Regions from separate parts of the Sus scrofa genome. Here all the other regions are linked to region 3. Evidence: chromatin contacts called from public Hi-C data. All regions are on one chromosome and are shown on one strand. The core of a region is the stretch at or near the end of the contact, and the rest is flanking DNA. Distances in the headings are between cores, read along the strand shown.

What was found. Hi-C and Micro-C count contacts between places; a contact is called where the count stands out from the background.
Region 1: a contact with region 3 is called in a Hi-C map of liver, with 2.0 times the contacts expected there. The contact joins the enhancer-like site here to the promoter of SNRPD1 in region 3. A contact is called at or near these places in 1 of 5 promoter capture datasets (liver), 6 of 47 Hi-C or Micro-C datasets (embryonic fibroblasts, heart right ventricle, liver and 1 more) and 2 of 2 datasets of contacts at active chromatin or transcription factors (alveolar macrophages and skeletal muscle).
Region 2: a Hi-C map of liver shows a contact between it and region 3, with 4 times the contacts expected there. The contact joins the promoter of ABHD3 here to the promoter of SNRPD1 in region 3. A contact is called at or near these places in 2 of 5 promoter capture datasets (fetal liver and liver), 6 of 47 Hi-C or Micro-C datasets (fetal skeletal muscle, heart right ventricle, liver and 2 more) and 2 of 2 datasets of contacts at active chromatin or transcription factors (alveolar macrophages and skeletal muscle).

The regions. Positions count from the first base shown.
Region 1 is chr6:106,889,957-106,893,497 of Sscrofa11.1, forward strand. All of the region lies in intron 4 of ABHD3 (phospholipase ABHD3), which reads right to left. Among named protein-coding and RNA genes, the nearest start is that of ABHD3, 26 kb to the right of the region's middle. Within about 2 kb of position 1,610, at least 5 of the 83 cell types and tissues checked have an H3K27ac peak or open chromatin away from gene starts, as enhancers often do. A contact at or near this core is called in alveolar macrophages and liver, where this site is marked.
Region 2 is chr6:106,916,202-106,919,440 of Sscrofa11.1, forward strand. It overlaps ABHD3 (phospholipase ABHD3), which reads right to left and starts at 1,519. Exons shown (of 10, transcript XM_021096170.1): 1 at 1,499-1,519. The coding sequence starts at 1,504. MIB1 (E3 ubiquitin-protein ligase MIB1) reads left to right here and starts at 1,794. Exons shown (of 21, transcript XM_003356369.4): 1 at 1,794-2,534. The coding sequence starts at 2,306.
Region 3 is chr6:106,796,429-106,799,715 of Sscrofa11.1, forward strand. SNRPD1 (small nuclear ribonucleoprotein Sm D1) reads left to right here and starts at 1,773. Exons shown (of 4, transcript XM_003127854.5): 1 at 1,773-1,930. The coding sequence starts at 1,917.

The DNA of each region.
Region 1 (3,541 bases), core at 360-2,859, 93 kb after region 3:
CTATCCATAAGGATGTGAGTTCGATCCCTGGCCTTTCTCATTGGGTTAAAGATCTGGCATTGCAGTGAGCTGCAGGTGTAGATTGCAGACACGGCTTAGATCCTATGTTGCTGTGACTGCGGTGTAGGCCGGCAGCTGTAGCTCTGATTCAAGCCCTAGTCTGGGGAACTTCCATATGCCGCAGGTGCAACTGTAGAAAAAAAAAAAAGGCAAAAAAAAAAAAAATCTTGAAGAAATGGGTGTGGTTTCTAACCACTTTTCAATCACATGGGTCCAGCTTATTAGAGGGAATGACTTTTTCTCCAGGCCTCTGGTTTCTGTGAGTGCTTCTCTCTAAATGTACTCCTGGCCTTTCCTACTTCTTCACTTGCTCTCCAGGAGATGAAGGACTTGGCTGATTGATACAATTTGGAAGAATAACTGGGGTTGTCTGGCTCAGCAATTCTCTTCTCCTCTCAGGGGTGAGTTTTTTCAGGGCATACACAGTGCACTCTGCCAGTGAGGATGGACTACATGCTGGCAGGCCAAGTCCTTCCCGTTCAGTTCTATTGACCTTTGACTTTTCAGCCTTTGCTCACAATTACCTTAAATGAACCTCAGCTTAGTTTCCTTTCACTATTAATTTTGTTTCGTTTTGTTTTTTTTTTTTTCTTTTTGTTGTTATTGTTGTTGTTGTTGTTGCTATTTCTTGGGCCACTCCCGCAGCATATGGAGGTTCCCAGGCTAGGGGTTGAATCGGAGCTGCAGCCACCAGCCTACGCCAGAGCCACAGCAACGTGGGATCCGAGCCGTGTCTGCAACCTACACCACAGCTCAGAGCAACGCCGGATCGCTAACCCACTGAGCAAGGGCAGGGACCGAACCCGCAACCTCATGGTTCCTAGTTGGATTCGTTAACCACTGCGTCACAACGGGAACTCCTCACTATTAATTTTGAATGAGTGGACTTTAAACAGAAAAGTCGTGTGTCTTTGTTAGTTTTCAGGTACAGGGAAAAAAGATTCACTTAACAGTAACAACAGGAAACCCTTAGGTTTCATTTGACAATATGCCAGGAGTTAGGTTCTCTCTAATGTCTAAATCTTAACTCACCAGTAGAGCATCACTGCTTCCCTGGTGACCTGACAGAATTCATGACCCTCCCAACATACTCAACCTTTACATAAGGTAGGAAAATTGGGCCTGAGTCAAGTGCACCCTCACGATATTGGGCTGTTCACACTGTCTATGAAACTAATGTCTAAGAGACATTACAATAACATCAAAGCATTCTTGCAAGGAAGCTAGATGTTTGTATTTCCTACATGGTAGGTTTGCTCATACTTGCTCTTTAAATTATAAAAAATGTCCTACTTTGCTCAGGGAATAGAAGGTCTAGGAAGGAAGACAGAAACCTTTCTAAAAACCCACTTTGTTCAGGGCACGAAACCAAACACTTTACACATTCTAATTCATTTAAACTCTGTAGTAAGCAAGAAGCTATGATTGGGGAAGTTAAAAGTTAGTTGTGCAAGGTCACTCAGTAAGTGCTGGCTCTAACATCAGAACCCAGACCTGGCTCTGAAGCCCATGCACACCCCTGCTCCCCATATTACATAACCTCCGGCAAGCCCTGTTACCTACTAGATCCAATGCAACAGTATCAGTGACATGGATCTGTTTTGCAGCCTAAGGACTCAACCCAGTCTTGTGCCAAAGTCCCAGGGCATTTTTTATTGGCTGTCGGTGGCAGATTGCAAACACATTTAATAGCCTTACTTCCTATCAAGAGATGGCGTCCGTATCCCTACCCTTTGACTCAGGGCTGACCACATGACTTTTGTTTTGACTATAACATGGCAGAAGCAACATTGTGAAAGTCCTCAGCCTTGGGCCTGAAGAAGTTCTTGCAGCTGTAACTTTTGGACTCTTGGAACCCTCTGCCAACAAGTGCACCTGAGGTAAGCCTGATGGTAGATGAGAGACCACGTGGAGCTGAGATGAGTCACCCCTGCTGATGGCTCCCAGGCATGGCATTGTCCTGGCTGTGGACCACAAATGCACAAATGATCCCAGCCAAGACCAGAAGAGCCACCCAGCTGAGCTAAGCCCAAATTGCTGACCCACAGAATTGTGAGCAGAGTGCTGGTTGATTTTAGCTATTAAGTTTGGGGATAATTTGTTATACAACAATAGCTAACCCTCTCCAACCCGGATTCAAAGATTTCTTGCAGTTAAAACCAAATGGGAGTTCCCTTCGTGGCTCAGCAGTTAGTGAACCCGACTAGCATCCATGAGGATGCGGGTTTGATCCCTGGCCTCGCTTGGTGGGTTAAGGATCTGGTGTTGCCGTGAGTTGTGGTGTAGGTTGCAGATGCAGCTTGGATCCAGATTTGCTATGGCTGCGGCACAGACCAGCAGTTATAGTTCCGATTGGACCCCTAGCCTGGGAACCTCCATATGCTGCAGGTGCGGCCCCCCAAAAACCAAAAAAAAAAAAACAAACCCCAAATGGGGATAAGCCCAAAGGCCACTGAGAAGTTTATTGACCACTGCTTATTCTACCTTCAAGTCCAGTGTCACTCAGCATTAGAGCTTCCTGCACCCAAATAATCTGGGTCTTCAAGCAGTGACCTAGTTCAGCCTTTCCCTCTCATGAGCCCCCTGTGGAAAGGACAATTTCTCACAAGTCTTTCCATCTTTTCACAGTACCCAGCACAAAGCCTTCCTTATACTGTACATTCTCAATATAATTTCTGAATTGAGAAGATATTTTAACCCTTAGGGAAGCCAGAACCTTCCAACCTTCCAGCACAGTGCAATGATAGCCATGGTAATAAATTCTGGCAGCTTTTACAAGTGATGGAAAAAAGTCTCGCATACTGGTAACTCCAGGGTTTATGAGATTCAGACCTTGAGTTTCAACTACATTGTTTTTAAAAACACTTTCTAAGTCTTAGGAGACAGTTCAGACCAAGTATAGAATCACCAATTTAAATATGTACAAAAGACTTTATGATCTGTACTTTTTGAGCATGACTAAGTTTTAGCAAAAAACTGGCATCAAGCCTCACATCTAACTGATGGGATAATGATGAATTCCTGCTATTTCTTGGTGCAAATTTAATTGGAACCATAATCCTGGAATACTCCAGCAAAGCTTCCAAGAGACTGTCACCTCTTGAACAAAACAGGCTTTATCTATAAAAAATCAGAGTTAACTTAGTAAAATTGAGTTAGTTCTTATGGTATTTTCTTCTTTATATCAAAACATTTTTATTAATATAAAGTCAACCTCAGTTTTTCACACAAACAAGTATTTCAAGCTTAAGAAAAGATACAACTCTATTTTAAATGCAACTCAGATTGATCCCACTACAATAATTACCATCAGCTAAAAAAGACTGAGGCACAAAGAAGCACAGTATCTTTCATAATGACCGTCTTTTAAATTTTAAAGCTGAAACAGAAACTTAAAGTTGCAAAGTTGCTTGCGAAAATCAAATAGGATCTGGTGACCGAGCTGAATAATGGTTACTCAAAAACAGCTGTGCCATCATTA
Region 2 (3,239 bases), core at 269-2,768, 120 kb after region 3:
GGCCACCAGGGAACTCCCTGGCTGGCCTTTTTTTTTTTTTTTCCTTCAAGGGCTGCACTTGCGGCATATGGAAGTTCCTGGGCTAGAGGCTGAGTTGGAGGTGCAGCCGCAGGCCTATGTCACAGACACAGCAACACCAAATCTGAGCCACATCTGTGACCTATGCTGCAGCTTGCAGCAACACCAGATCCTTAACCCACTGAAAAAGACTAGGGATTGAACCCATATCTTCACAGACACTATTTGGGTTCTTAGCCTGCTGAGCCTCAATGGGAACTCCTGGCTGGCCTATTTGGAACAAACATGTTAACTGTTTAGTTTCCAAAATAAGCTCTATTTGGAGTCCCCGTGGTGGCACAGCAGAAACAAATCCAACTAGGAACCATGAGGTTTCGGGTTCGATCCCTGGCCTCGCTCAGTGGGTTAAGGATCCGGCATTGCCGTGAGCTGTGGTGTAGGTTGCAGACACGGCTCAGATCTGGCGTTGCTGTGGCCCTGGTGTAGGCTGGCGGTAACAGTTCTGATTAGACACCTAGTCTGGAAACCTCCATATGCCGCAGGTGTGGCCCTAAAAAGACAAACCCCCTCCCCCCCAAAAAACCCAAAATAAGCCCTGTTTCGCCATACTGGTATTTTCCTATTTTATTTAATATGAAAAATTAAGAACATTTAATTAATTTCACTATATAATAATTCATGGGTTCCATTTTACACACCTTTTCTTTCCAACTGAATATTTCCTTCTGCTGAATATTTGTATTCTTTGCTTAATTGACTCTCAGGAAAAACAACAGTATGCTAACAATGCATCCGTGCTGGGCTGTGAACCAGTGGTTTTAAATCCTACACAAAGTCATTTAAGTAATAGCGGCCAGAATCCGCTCTTACGGTACACTTATTTTCCTTTCAGGGTTGTATTTTGCTATGGGAGGGGGGTGGAATTATTTAATGGATGGGAGTTGTTATAATGGGCAAAGTGCTTGTAAATCTCTTTCCCAGGAGCTTGTGCTGTTTGGAGTCTACTTGCCATCCTGACTCTGCACAAAAGCAAGACACACATCATTCATCACCATTCTGCTCAGCTTAAAAACACATCCCTAATCACATACTGCGGTCTGAAATGCTTTCAATTTACACAAACAAAAATACAGATTGCCCATAATTTGTCCTATTCCCCGCCCCATTAAAAAAGAAGACTAAAAGAACATGTAATCCCAAATTTCCACCCAGCACACCCAGGTACACAAGAATTTGAGGAAAGCCTGACCTCACCAGAGGGACCCAGTTTCAGCAACCCGGGTCGCATCCGGATCCTCACTTCCTCCAGTCCCACCTCCACCGCGGCCTGAGGGAGTTCCTTGCCCCGCCCCTTCCCTTACAGCCAATGGGGTGCGCCGCACCACCGGTCCACGACTACTCCGGGGAGCCACCCCTCCATCGCCTCAAGCTGGGGTGGATGTCTACCCCCCCTTTTTTTCCAGGCCGCGCGCATGCGCACTCTCATAAAGCCGTGGCGAGACGCTTAGGGATCAATTTTCCTCTCCTTTCTCTCCCCAGTCGCGCGGATCTCCAAAGCGCTTCCATCCTACTGTTGCTGAGAAGTCCCCTCCTAATCTCTCAGAGAAGGTGCTGCTCGGTCCTTGGGTGCTCCAGTACCCGGATGTGGAGCCGCTCTCGCCGGGCAGGGACTCTGTGGAGGGGCGGAGCGCGGCGGCGTGCGCGGGGGCAGAGAGAAGGGGGCCCCTGGGCCCGGACGCTAGCCGGACGCCGGGAGGTACCATCACTGCCCACGGGGGAGGAGGCGGCGCCGGCGCTCGGGCGTCCACCCTGGAGCAAGGGCCTGGGGGAGAAAACAGGCCAGCAGTTAGGCTTGCTCTCCGCCGACCGCGCCGTCTCTCCCGGGCTAGCCTCCCCCGGCCCCCCGCGCTCCCTGCGCTCCCGGCCGGGGGAGAGCGTGGTTTCCTGGCGGCCGTCGCTGTAGCCCGGCCCGGGAGCCCGGAGGAAGCGGGGGAGTCCCCGCCCACGGCCCCCTCCCCTCTGCCCGCCTGCCGCCGCCGCCGCCGCCTCCGAGCCGCTGCAGTCGGGCCTCCAGTCCGAGCGGGGGGCGCGGCGGCGGCGGCAACGGCTGGGGAGCGGCTGTGGGCTTGGCGGTGACTGCACCGCCGCCCCCGTGAGTTATTCCCACGTTCCCCGGGGCTCGCTGCCGCCCCCGCCGGCGCCGAGAGTCCGGCCGGGGCCCAACTCCCTCACGGGCCCTCCGGCGGCAGCGGCGGCGGCGGCGGCGGAGCCCACCGCCGGGGCCCCGATGAGTAACTCCAGGAATAACCGGGTGATGGTGGAAGGGGTCGGCGCCCGAGTAGTGCGCGGCCCGGACTGGAAGTGGGGGAAGCAGGACGGCGGCGAGGGCCATGTGGGCACGGTCCGGAGCTTCGAGAGCCCCGAGGAGGTGGTGGTGGTGTGGGACAACGGCACCGCGGCCAACTACCGCTGCTCCGGGGCCTACGACCTGCGCATCCTGGACAGCGCGCCCACCGGTAAGCGGCGGCCACCTGGCCCCCGGCTTGCGCGCGTTGGGGAAAGGGGGAGGCCGGGGAGAAGTGCGTCGCGAGGCTTGAAAGAGGCCCGCTGTTGGAACGCCTCGCCCTCAGCGCCGGGCTGGAGCGGAAAGAGAATGAGTCGAAAGAATTTTAGGTTCTTTACCTGGTAAACAAAAACTTACAGAGAAGACCCCTCCCCCGCCCCAATTCCCTGCACTCAATTCGCAAGAGAAACGGTGGCAGCAGCCTCACCGGGATGCTTTCAAGCCTGAAGACACAAAGCATCGGGAAAACAACAGACACTTCCCCTCCTTCTCTAGGGAAGGGATCTGGAGAGGCCTTTCTAACAAGCCATTGAAATTAATCAGCCACCGAGTGATAACTGTCCGAAGGGAGGCTTGCCTTGCCATATGGTGCGTAGTTGATGGGTTACAATTGCCGAGGGGCCATTGGTACCTCAGATTTTTTGAGATGCCCTCCCTCTCCCCCCAACACCTAAAAAGACTTGGAGTTCAGTAGCTGAATGCTACTTGGTACTTTGTGCAATGATTGAAAAATCCTCAATGTTTCCTCGTATATATTTATACCAACGAACGGAAAAAGTTTAAGCTGTTGAATTATATTTTTGTGTTAAATACTCTGTTCAAGTGAAAGATAGGTATAAGGGACACCTGGTATGTATATGTATTTTAACATCTCAGT
Region 3 (3,287 bases), core at 523-3,022:
ACGTCTGCGACCTACACCACAGCTCAGGGCAACGCCGGATCGTTAACCCACTGAGCAAGGGCAGGGATCGAACCCGAAACCTCATGGTTCCTAGTCGGATTCGTTAACCACTGCACCACGACGGGAACTCCATTTTTTTTTATGCACATTAATGTTTGATGAGCATTGCCTCACAACATTCAAGAATTCTGATGACCAGGGATGAAGTCCTGAGATACATATTAAAGCTGTGGTTTGGGAGATCACCTAGGCTAAAGGAGAAAGTATCCATGAAGAGACTACGCTGAGGGTAAGCCAAGAAGCACTCCAGCATGTAATGGCTCAGGAGACAATGAGGCAGCCTAAGGAGACCTAGAAAGAGTCATTAGTGAGATTGAATTAAAACCAGGCATACTTGGCATCCTGGAAGCCAAGAAAGGAGCATGTTTCAAAGGAGAGTGTCTGTTTTGAATGCTGCTGAGATGCTGAGTAAGAGGAAGACAGAAGTTTGTATTGGGTTTTTGATCACCATTAGAAAAGCAATCTCAGTGTATTTGAAGATCGAATTACAAGGCAATAAAAACAAGTTATAGACAGCTCATTTAAGGAGGTTTTCTGTGGAAGAAATCTGGTGGGAGCTAGAGCTGCATGAGAGGAGAATTTTTTTTTTTTAAGACCTCACCTGCAGCAAATGGAAGCTTGAATCAGAGCTGCAGCTGAGGCCTACACTACAGCTACGGCAACACTGGATCTGAGCTGCATCTGTGAACTACGCTGCAGCTTGTGGCAACACTGGAGCCGTAACCCACTGAATGAGGCCAGGGATAGATCCCACATCCTCATGAATACTAGTCAGGTTCTTACCCTGCCGAGTTCCCACAACTGGCACTACAAAATTTTTTCTTTCTTCCTTTCCTTTTTTTCTTTTTCCATTTTTGGCCATCTCCGAGGCATATGGAGTTCCCAGACCAGGAATCAGATCCAACCTACAGTTGGAACCCACACTACAGCCAGCTGTAGCAATGCAGGGCTGGACATCAAACCCGCGTCCTGGAGCTGCAGAGATGCTGCCCAATCCTGTTGCGCCACAGTGGGAACTCGTTGCTTGTTTGTTTTTTAGATAAATTTATATGTTGATAGAAAAAATCAGTAGAGAAGGAGGAATTGATGATTCAAATTAGAAGGGGATCATTGAAGGAGTGAAATTCTTGAGGAAATGAGATGGGATCCAGACTACAACCAAGAGGAATTTGCTTTCCAAAGGAGCAATAATACTTCTATCGTTGTCACAGAAAGGGAAGCAGAAGGATGGCTTCTGTTTTCTAAAAGTAGGATACGTTAGAGAGTGATTTGGGAGAAGAACTGTAAAAGGTTTGAGATAAAGAGAAGAAAGAAGGTATGAAATACTTTGTGAGCTTATTAGAGAAGCATAACGATCTCTGGGCAGTGCAAGGGACACTTTTGAGGTTTGTGACCAGAATTTAAAGTGAAAATAATCAGTTAAATTGTATGATTTTCTTCAGCACATTAAGTAACGCTGAGATACCTGGTGGTGGAGCATAATCCTTTGGGATTCTCCAATTATTTCCTTTCATTCACGAGAAAATTTGGTGCTACATAATACCCGGAGCCTTGTTATGCTCGCTAATAGGATTTAATTTCCTGAAATACTCTCTCTTACAGGAAGTTTCCTCCTGGATCGGCCCTAAACGCCCTTAACAGTTGCAAGGCACACCTCCTGCCGCCAGAGGCCGCACTGGCGCTACTCGCGGCCGGAAGGGAGAGTGGCCCAAGCGCAGCCTCGGCGTTTCCGCCGTGAGTGCGCAGGGATCCGCGCGCTCTTTACGTCGATCCCCGGGAGTAAGCGTTTCCGGTCATTCATTCTCCCTGCGGGTCGGCCTCTGCGGTGGGGTTTTGTGTACTATCGGACCGAGAGGATGAAGCTCGTGAGGTGAGGAGGTGACCGAGCAGGGTGGGTACTATGAGGGGATGTCCTGGACCGGGAGCGGGGGGGTTGAGCTGCCCGAGATGCAGGAGGCGCGAAAGCCGCGTGCGCGCGCGGCCTGCTAACGGCCTTCGGCGCCCGCCGCTCCCGCCCCATCTTGGTCGCGTCGCCGCGGGCACTCGACCAGGCTTCAGACTGGGTCGCCCAGGGATCTGCGGGTCTTCCGAGAGGTTGAAGGCCGGGCGGTGTTTTCCCATCAGGTGTCTTAGAGGCCTTAAAAGTACAGAGCCAGGCTTACAAGCTCTTACTTTCGGTGAGTTACAGACTTCCGTTTCTGTTAGAACGTTTCTGGCTCGTCTCAGCACTCAGGAACCGGCAAATTTAACTAGGTCCACGCTTCCTGAGAACGTGGGAGACATAAAAATTGTACATCCTGCACAAGTAGTTTAAATTAATGCATATTTTTTAATGAAACTACCGTCACACTTAAAAGAGTACTTAGAAGCTGCAGGGGTTTATCTGGAGATAATGAAATCCAATTCCGAAGTATTTTAAATCAGGGATCAGGGATGGACTTCTGATTTCCTGAGGTTTTTTTTTTTTTTAATAGTGTTTTTTTTCCCTCTTGTTGTTATTCCCTAGCCTTAAGATTATTCAACTTACATTTCCCTTTAAAATAGCCCTTTGATTTAGGAAAAAACCTCTCAATATGGGGTAGAATCACTCTTCCGTACTTTTTGGCTGATTACACAGATAATCGAGATTTATTCTGTTTATTTCTGTATTTAAATTTGGTCGATTAGTTGAGCCTGCTGAAGACTCGTTTACTGGTTGAGCTAATTCATCACAAAAACTACCTGCAAATAGATTGAGTTCTGATGTTTCTCCTTGAGGCTGAGAGCCTGGAACATAGAAGCAGAGGCTTTTACAACTCAGCCGGCAGTTATAAACTAGCTTAACTAGTTTATTGTCTGTTGAGTCAAGAATTGTCAATGTCGACCAAATAGTTAAGCACATGGAGTTCTTGGACCAGGGAACACATCCTAGCTGCATTTGCAACCTACTCGGCAACTGCAGCAATGCTGGACTGTGCCGGTGGGGATTGAACTGGGGATCGAACCTGCATCCCAGTGCTCCAGAGACGCCAAGAATCCCAGTTGTGCTACAGCAGTAGCCCACCCCCCCCTTAAAGAGTCCTATGTTGTAGTAGCGTTCGTTTTGCAGAGAAGATAGACAAGAAGATAGTTTGAGATAACATAAAGAATCCTCATTGTCATATTCAGGCTGGTGTTTGTAGAGAAGGCATTTAAGATTGACTTTTTGTCTATTTTTTTCCCTTCCAGTTTTATTGAGATGTAACTGG